2 separate regions of the Mus musculus genome follow, and region 1 is linked to region 2. The links are chromatin contacts, called in public promoter capture Hi-C maps. All regions are on one chromosome and are shown on one strand. Each heading gives the region's core, a stretch centred on a gene start, on an enhancer-like site or on the middle of the called end of the contact. The rest is flanking DNA. Distances are from core to core; before and after follow the strand shown. Region 1 overlaps Acacb (acetyl-Coenzyme A carboxylase beta). Region 2 overlaps Myo1h (myosin 1H).

What was found. Capture Hi-C pulls out chosen DNA fragments and counts their contacts.
Region 1: a promoter capture Hi-C map of adipose tissue shows a contact between it and region 2. The contact joins two enhancer-like sites. A contact is called at or near these places in 1 of 484 Hi-C or Micro-C datasets (CD4 T cells), 2 of 115 datasets of contacts at active chromatin or transcription factors (both in embryonic stem cells) and 3 of 9 other capture datasets (adipose tissue, embryonic stem cells and pancreatic islet).

What each region holds. Positions count from the first base shown.
Region 1 is chr5:114,197,823-114,202,229 of GRCm38.p6, forward strand. Acacb (acetyl-Coenzyme A carboxylase beta) reads left to right here. Exons shown (of 52, transcript NM_133904.2): 12 at 355-518; 13 at 2,418-2,568; 14 at 2,674-2,777; 15 at 4,077-4,158. Among named protein-coding and RNA genes, the nearest start is that of Acacb, 35 kb to the left of the region's middle. Within about 2 kb of position 1,494, at least 74 of the 459 cell types and tissues checked have an H3K27ac peak or open chromatin away from gene starts, as enhancers often do. A contact at or near this core is called in adipose tissue, where this site is marked.
Region 2 is chr5:114,362,338-114,366,632 of GRCm38.p6, forward strand. Myo1h (myosin 1H) reads left to right here. Exons shown (of 32, transcript NM_001164573.2): 32 at 654-2,239. The coding sequence ends at 677. It overlaps Kctd10 (potassium channel tetramerisation domain containing 10), which reads right to left. Exons shown (of 7, transcript NM_026145.4): 7 at 1,235-3,529. The coding sequence ends at 3,305. Among named protein-coding and RNA genes, the nearest start is that of Kctd10, 16 kb to the right of the region's middle. Within about 2 kb of position 2,909, at least 74 of the 459 cell types and tissues checked have an H3K27ac peak or open chromatin away from gene starts, as enhancers often do. A contact at or near this core is called in adipose tissue, where this site is marked.

The sequences.
Region 1 (4,407 bases), core at 244-2,743, 170 kb before region 2:
TTGCTTGCTTGCATGTGTGTACACCATACGTGGGCCTGCTACTGGAGGAGAGCAAAAGAGGGTGTTGGACTTCCTGAACTGGAGTCACATATGTTCATGAGCCACCGTGTTGGTACTGAGAACCACATCCAGGTTCCCTGCAGGAGTGGGCAGTGTTCCTAACCACTGAGTGTCCTTCCCACTCTTCACTTACATTTTTAGCTATGAAAATGTCCAGTCTGTGAGTGCTGTGGGGATCGAACACAGGTCCTTCTGCTTGGGAAGTCAGTGCTATTTGCGGGACTGGGCTATCTCCCCAACCAAGTGCTCAGAGAACTGACTTCTGTTTCTCTTTTTCCTCTGTCTGGGCTCCAGGGCTTTAAGCCAAGCTCGGGGACAGTGCAGGAGCTGAACTTCCGCAGCAACAAGAACGTGTGGGGTTACTTCAGCGTGGCCGCTGCTGGGGGCTTGCACGAGTTCGCCGATTCCCAGTTTGGGCACTGCTTCTCCTGGGGCGAGAACCGTGAAGAGGCCATTTCGTCAGTATCTCCGGTTCCCTTCCCGTTCCTCCAACCCCGCTTCCCAGTTCTAGAAACATTCAGAAGTACTTGTGTATAGGCCTGAATACCTGAGTTTGACCCCAGACTCCACAAGGCAGCTGGAGGTGCATGCACACGCATACACACACATACACACACATACACACACACATGCATGCACACATACACCAAACTCCTGTGACCCATTTATACTTGCAACAGTGTGCATGCACCTGCACACACACACACACACACACACACACATGCACACATGCACACATACACCAAACTCCTGTGACCCATTTATACTTGCAACAGTGTGCATGCACCTGAACACACACACATGCATGCACACATACACCAAACTCCTGTGACCCATTTATACTTGCAACAGTGTGCATGCACCTGCACACACACACACACACATGCATGCACACATACACCAAACTCCTGTGACCCATATATACTTGCATCAGTGTGCATGCACCTGCACACACACACACACACACACACACACACACACACACACAGGTCCTTCCCTATGCATCACTTACTGTTTTAAGTACTGAAGTTCAAGAACAATTCTCTTCCTCTGTTGGAGACCTGTGGTGAAGAGCAGGGAGCCCACCAGGCCCCTGGGTCTTGAGTGTGCAAGAGAGCTAACTTCAAAGAGACCCTAAACCATTCAAAGCTGTCTAAACGGTGCCCAGCACTCGGCTCAGGAGAGGGTGGGGGCACCTTTAACACCTCATAGTTTGCACACCATCTTTACTCCAAGACTCAGTTTCTTCTGGGGTTCCTCTTCCTCCCTGCTCTCTACTCCACGCTTGTGACATGGCCTGTGATCCCTGCTTAGCAAATCCTGTCACAGTTAAACAGACTGAGAAACTCATATTAACCCAATACTCCCCCTGTCTTTCCTCTTAACATCTCCCTGCCTCTACACCAGTCCAGGAAGGTGAAACGCACTTTGTGTTGTAGTTAAGCATCCTGTGCTGCCAGGCAACCAAACCACTCTTCAGAGCGTAAAGAGCCCAAAGGCATCGAGAGTATTTCATTTAAAAAAATGTTAGACTCTGGTCTGGCTGTTTAACTGTGAATTGATTTAGGGTGAGAGTTTGACAGTTTTGATGGTGCTGTCCCTCTGTCAGCTTAGGCTAATTCATTTTAATCGTGTTCCGTGGCAAACTGAGGTCCTCCGGGAAAGTGGAGGGAGACTTGCAACAAATGAGACTTAATTAACGGAAGGAAGTGGGTGGGCCCGGCATGTTCCCGGAGAGGCTCAGACTGTGGCGCTGTCTGCAGCTGCTACAGACTTAGAGAAACTCCAGCTTATACTGCTGACAGAGTCTAGCAGAGGAAAGCACTTGCCGGACTCTGTGATTGGCTCCCTGATCCGTGCTATAGACAAACCCCTCTGTGGCAGTCAGTCTTCCTCAGTTGCGTGGCCGAGTTACATACAGATTTAGGTCCTGAGACTGACCTGTGGCTTCATGTGACCTCCCCATGACACACCTGGACAGAGCAGCCAGGGGACAGGCAGAAGTGGCTTTTATGAGACAGGAGATGGGAATAGACCAAGGGGAGGCCGAACAGGCGCTCAGTCAGAGAGGCCCCACCCCTTTCTTCGAATCATTACCTATCAGGATGATCTAAACTCTGAGACCTGTTGACTGCAACGGCATTATGTGGAGCATCCCTCAAGTACTGCAGGTGGCAAGGTTATCACCCCATTTTTCAGACGAGGTAACTGAGGCCCCGGGGTGGTTAAGTTACTCAAGTGAGGTCACTCAAGCCGGTCCATGTGCCTCCCGTGCGCTCAGACGCACTGAAAAAAACAAATCCCAAACTTCCCAGGAACCGTGGGTAAACGTGGAAACCAGTCCTGTGTCTCTCCAGGAACATGGTAGTGGCTTTGAAGGAACTGTCCATCCGGGGTGACTTCCGGACCACTGTGGAGTATCTCGTTAACCTTCTGGAGACCGAGAGCTTCCAGAACAACGATATCGACACGGGGTGGCTGGACCACCTCATCGCTCAGCGGGTGCAGGTAAGAGGCCGCTTTACCTCTCCACCCTCCCTCCCAGGGCGGGGTGTGGGTGTACGCAGAGATCCGTGCTTCCCGCGGGTACTGAGACCTGGAGTCTTTTTCTAGGCAGAGAAGCCGGACATCATGCTTGGGGTGGTGTGTGGGGCCTTGAATGTGGCAGACGCGATGTTCAGAACCTGCATGACGGAATTCTTGCACTCCCTGGAAAGGTAGGGCGCACAGTCTTCTCCTTGCTCTCCTGGGATGTGGGGACAGCATGGAAGGCAGGCAGAATGAGGCTTTTGCTGTTGCTGTTGTTCGGAGATGACTCTCGATCCTCCTGCCTCTGCCTCCTGAGTGCTGGGATCACACGCATGTGCACCACGCTAGGTGGTGGGCTTTGAGGGCGGGTCAGTCGCCACCGAGCTGGGACTGCTCTCCTGTGGCCTGCGGTTCACACTGCCTGGGAGAGACTACTGGTGGATATGGGGAGGCTTGCGGATCTGGAGGGCCCGTGGGGCAGGGTGAAGCTGGCGAGGAGGCTTCTGCTTGGATCACTGTTGGGCAGGACTGTCCTGCCTATGCATTGAAGGGTGACAGCGGAATTTATGTCTCCTGCCTATTAGAGGCCATGAGAGGCCATTCCCTGAGTGTCCCAGCAATAAGAACAAATTATCCTCTCTTTAGAAGTGACAAAGGAAAGACAAAATGTCCCCACAAAAAGCATGAAAGACAAAGCCAGTAGTGGTCACTTAACACCTATGATTGGCAGCCCATGTACTAGAGGGTGGCAGGCCACAGACTGGACATCTTTACCTCGTTTATTTATTTATTTAAGATTATTTATTTATTTATTTACTTATTATATGTGACTACACTGTAGCTGTCTTCAGACACTCCAGAAGAGGGAGTCAGATCTCATTATGAGATGGTTGTGAGCCACCATGTGGTTGCTGGGATTTGAACTCCGGACCTTCGGAAGAGCAGTCGGGTGCTCTTACCCACTGAGCCATCTCTCCAGCCCCTTTACCTCATTTATAAATACACATACATATATTAATGATTTACTCTGTAGACCAAGCTGGCCTCGAACTCAGAAATCTGCCTGCCTCTGCCTCCCAAGTGCTGGGATTAAAGGCATGCGCCACCTTGCCTGGCTCTATTCAGGTCATAGCACAATACCACAGAGCAGGAGCTTACAGTTCTAGAGGCCGTGACATCCAGGGTCACGGCATGGGTCCATTCAGTAGGTACCAGATCCTCTCTGAGATCTGTGTCCCACATTTGTAATAAGATTCGACTCCGCCTGGTTTGCTGATGCCCAGGAAGGGCCAAAGCCAGGTGATAGGCAGCTTGTTTGATACTGGGGATGGAGCCCAGGGCTTTGTACACAGGAGCACCTGTTCTGCCATGGAGTTCCACCCCAGCCTCCTGAGAACCGTGGAAGATGTCACTGAGTGAGCCCAAGGCAGTGCTAGAGGGATCTCTGCTCTTTCCTGGACTGATGGCAGGCACGGCTTTTCCTTCAGGGGTCAGGTCCTCCCTGCTGATTCTCTGCTGAACATTGTGGACGTTGAATTGATTTACGGCGGCATCAAGTATGCTCTCAAGGTAATTTTGAGCCTGCTGGGAGTTTGTTTCATTTCTTCTGTGAACCTGGAGTGGAGCAGGGTCTGAGCAGTGTGTCCCTCGGGACGCGCTGTGTAGTCCACGGTCTCGAATTCTTAACAGTCGGAGTATAGAGGAGGAATCTTGAGTGGAACCCAAAGAATGCTGTCTTTTATCTGAAATCGTTTGTGTATGTGTGATGTAGTACATGTGTATGTTATGAAGATACATGCATGAGGGTAAGCCTTGGGC
Region 2 (4,295 bases), core at 1,659-4,158:
GAGATGGGCGGGCAGGTGTTGTGAACCAGAGGGGCACACAAGACAGTTGTCATTTTCCAGTGTTAGAGCCAGGTGTGTGTTTGCTGGCTCACAAAAGGCTCTGCCATGTGCTCAGAACCCAGCCAAGATGAAAAGGTCCCAGGTCTAAGGTTCAGATCTGAACGCACTGCCTTGTGACAATGGGGTGCTGAGCTCCCACACGCCTGTCAGAAGGTCCTCACAGTCCTTGCCAGGTCGGATGGAGCAAGCGACCAGAGGATGTGTTCTGGTGCCATGGGTGAAGCAGACGGGGGAGGAACCCGTGAAATGCACTTTCTGTATATGCTTGTTTAATGTATATATCTTACTCGTATGTAAAACCGGTTTACAGGTATAGTTATATAAAAAGTGCTTTTTGCAGCATGGGGACCCTCCGCCCCCTCAGGGACAAGTGGAAGGAAAGGTTACTTTGAAAGTGAAGTCGGTGATCTTTCAGTGAGGTACTGGCCGGGACTCGGTGGCCACTCAGTCCCTCTCCCATGCCTATCTACGGCTGAAGATGCTGATTGGTCGGTCTCTCTGCATCACTTTGTAACCTGGCTGCTCCCTTAGGAGGGAGCTGCTTCCTCCAGGGCAGATGGCGGGGCTCTAAAGCTGGCTGTTCCTCTCCCCAGGTGTCGGCAGGGAAGAAAACCTGACAAAGGATGACCCCGCCCTCCTCGGTCACTATTTCTCCTCCAGCTGAGGTGAGCACCAAACAAGCATGGACCCCTCCAGTTATCCACGCTCAAGGCCAATGCGGCAGCTCCTGGAGAACAGCCGCATCAAGGAGCCCATGCTACGGCAGAGCCAGGTTTCAGGTGGCGCTGTATCTAGTCGCTTCCTGAGAGCCAACCTAGAGTCTTCCCCTGTCCCTGGTGGAACCCAATTTAGGCGCACACCAAGAAGTCACTGTAGGGTGGGCGGCAGACTCTGTACCTCTGGCAAGCTGCTGAGACCCAGGAGTAAAGAAAATCTTGTCAAGAGGCACAATCTCAACCCGGCTGCCCGTGGCGCATGCTGCCAGGGATGGGCTAGGCTCCCGGATCCCGGGGGGAGTCGGGGCCTCTGATGCCAATCTAACACCAGCCCATCCCTCAGCCCTCCAGAGAAGGACAGACTCTGAGGCAGGATGTGGCAGCCTTGCCCTTGCTGCACCTCAGTAGCCCTGCTGACTGGGCCAGGCGATCTCGAAAAGACCAGAAGGCGGCGTGAGTAGAAGCAGAGTTTAACGTTTATTTTACACATGTCCGCAGACACTCGTACAAGAGTGAGCACTTCTAAAACTCCCAGTATGGTTTTCATAGTGCAGAGGCAGGAAGAGTGTGATGTGCGTACATGACCAGGGACTGTGGGTGGAGCCCTCTGGCCGGCACGCACTCTGGGGAGGGCTGATTACCAGCACTGAGCAGCAGGTATGGGGTCTCAGCCTCCAGAGAGGTCAAACGGTCCATCTCCCACAGCAGGTGACAGAGAGCTGGGCCAGACCTGCCAGGCTGTGGGCCCCACAGACACTGAACTTGGTTACCATGAGCAAAAAGCTATTCTGGTTTATTTTAATTGTGAGCCCTTAGTGTGCAGTAAAAGTTCACTCTACACCAGCGACTCACTAGATGGTGATCTAGAAGTGCTGACTACTGCCCCTCACGCCAGTGTTTGGAATCCGGAAGCAGAGCTTTGGAGACTGACGCTGGGTCAGGCCCTAGCTGGACTCAGTTGCCAGCGAGATCAGGCACCGTGGAATGTTCACTAGGTCTGTTCCTATCCCTGGGAGCTGAAGTACAAAGCTACAGGCACAAGGTTTGAGGATAGAGGAAGGTAGAGAGAGCTGCCAAAAACAGTAACCGGAAGGCCAGAGGCCAAGGCAAGTCAGATTGTGCCGCTAGGTCATTCTCACATGAGCATTTACACAGTGTATACATGGCTTCTCCATTCCTATAGAAAACACCAGTACTGACATTCACTTCCTAGAAAAGCTGAACCCACTGGGCAGGGCTGCCGTTTAAAACAAACAGTATAAAAACGTAGGAAACATGATTCGTAAGCTCCCTTTCTTGGCTCTTAATACAAAAGTCTACCCCATACATGGTTCCTCGATCCAGTCGGGATTGTTTGAGTATTTATCATAGGTTTTGTGTCAGATACAAGAGAAAGGTATACAACTGTCATGTACAAAGCGAGCTGTACAAACCGTCGCTAAATAGAAATTTTAAAACCTGTCAGAGATTGCCCACTTAATACCTTTGGTCTAAAAAATAGCCAACACTTCCTTTATCAAGCAGCCAAATCCATCCCACACTCTCACCTAACCTTGAAACTAGTCTACTCAGCCACGACTCCTCTGCGCAAAGCAGACTCGAGGTAACTGACTGTTGTCGTGAGCGCCTGCGCCCTACAGTCACACGTCCCACCAGCAGTCACACACACATCCCCTGAACACAACAAGACCCAAAGGTATCTGCATGCCCACTCTATTCTGCAGGGAAACTGCTGCAAACTCAGTGGTGTCCTCACCTGGTGCCAGTGTCTGCGGTCACCCCAGTTCCTAACCAAAGGGCAAGGCACCCCCTTGATGAGAAAAGGAAGCCATGCAAGAGAGGAGTAGACCCTTAAAGCAGCGATGGCTGCCCCTTCCTGGATGGGGTACATCAAAAGGACTGAGCCGAGAGAGCAGCCAACTGCCAGGAATCGGTCTGCTCCCAGCCTGGAGTGTGCCTGCCATGCTGAGAACCAGGGAGAGGCCAGAAGCACACTTCGTCCCCCTTCCACTGTGCCCAAGGGGCTCTGTACAAAACCGCACACAGAGCAGACTCACAGGAGAGCAAAGACTGCCTGCTCAGAACACACCAGGGCCAGGCTGCTCAAGGACGCCTTGGTGGCCGGCTGCCAACTACGCAGTTCCTCCCAACTGCCAAACTAAGTCCTTGAGGGAGTGTCACCTAAGAGGCCCTAATAGGTAGTCAACACCCATAAAAATAAATACTGCAACAAAGGTTCTCACATACACGCCAAACTCATTCATACGTTTTCCTCCAAGGCCCCAGAAGGCTGGGCTCCAGGCTCTCACGGGAGGTGGGACCCCAGACACAGCATGTTCAGAAGGGGTGCACACCCGGGCCAACACAGAAGCAATCTACTTTGTCAAGAAATAACAAAATAATCATCTGGCTTGTTACAAAAGTGTCTCAGACTCCAGGGGAAGTGGGAGGTGCCCCAAAGCCTGCACAGGGTCTGAGGGGGCGGGGCAGGAGCAGAGGGAGGGCAGAAGGCAGGGTGCTCGGCCTGCTCACTGGTGGAGGTGGGCCCGGTCATCTGGGCGCTTGATATGGATCCTCCTCACGCGCTCGATCCGCTCCCGCTCCCGCTCCTCGTCCTCGTCCAGGTGATGAGAACGTCCAGCTGCCCCGCCCGTGGCCTCCAGGAGGGCATTGTCAGGTCCTCGGCCATCCTGGGCCTCGTACAGCAAGATATTCAGGGTCTCCTCATAAATGCGGGCTTCAGGGAACTCAACCTGTGCCCCACAAAATACATGGTGGGAACGTTAGCCGGCTGCACATGGCCACTACCTCACACTACATCTCAGCAGGGCCTCAGGCTCCCCAGCTCCTAGGCTGACAATGCAATCCCAGGGAGTCCACAGTGCTCCCTGGATGTCCTCCACTTGACTACACTTCGGCCTCCAGCGGATTCACGGCTGCAAGCAGAGCCTGTCCTCAGTGACATCTTCCTCATGGCAGGGGTGGGGAGTTGGGGTCTGAGCGGGTGGGAGAATGACAGGGATAAGCAAAGCCCCAGCTCTCTGGGTAACTGAGAGGTGAGCCCAGGACAGTGAAGGGAGAGAGCTTGCAAAGCTATTCTGGGTATCCGACTTCCTCCATGGGCAGGGTCTGCTCCTCAGCTTCACACAGACCAGCCATGGGGACAGCCGGTGTGAGAGGCTGAAGGCTGGGAAAGTCACATTGCCACAAGAGCTCCAATCACAAGGCTAGGCGGAACTTGTGACCCAAGTCTCACAGTGGCAATTGCCAGACACACCAAAAAAACATAGCGGAGCCATTGAGGTGGCTCAGAGGGTAGAGCCGCCAAACCCGACAACCTGAGTTTAGCCTCAGTTGCCAGCTCCAGGATCCCATGGAACCACATCTCCCAAAGCCTCAGGGGTGAGAGCAACCCCGACAGGTGACTATGGCCTACACACAGGTGACTAGAACCTTGGCAAAATTAACGTCCATTTCCCTTAGGGTGAGAGAGAAATGACAGAATGTGCAGCGAGCAGA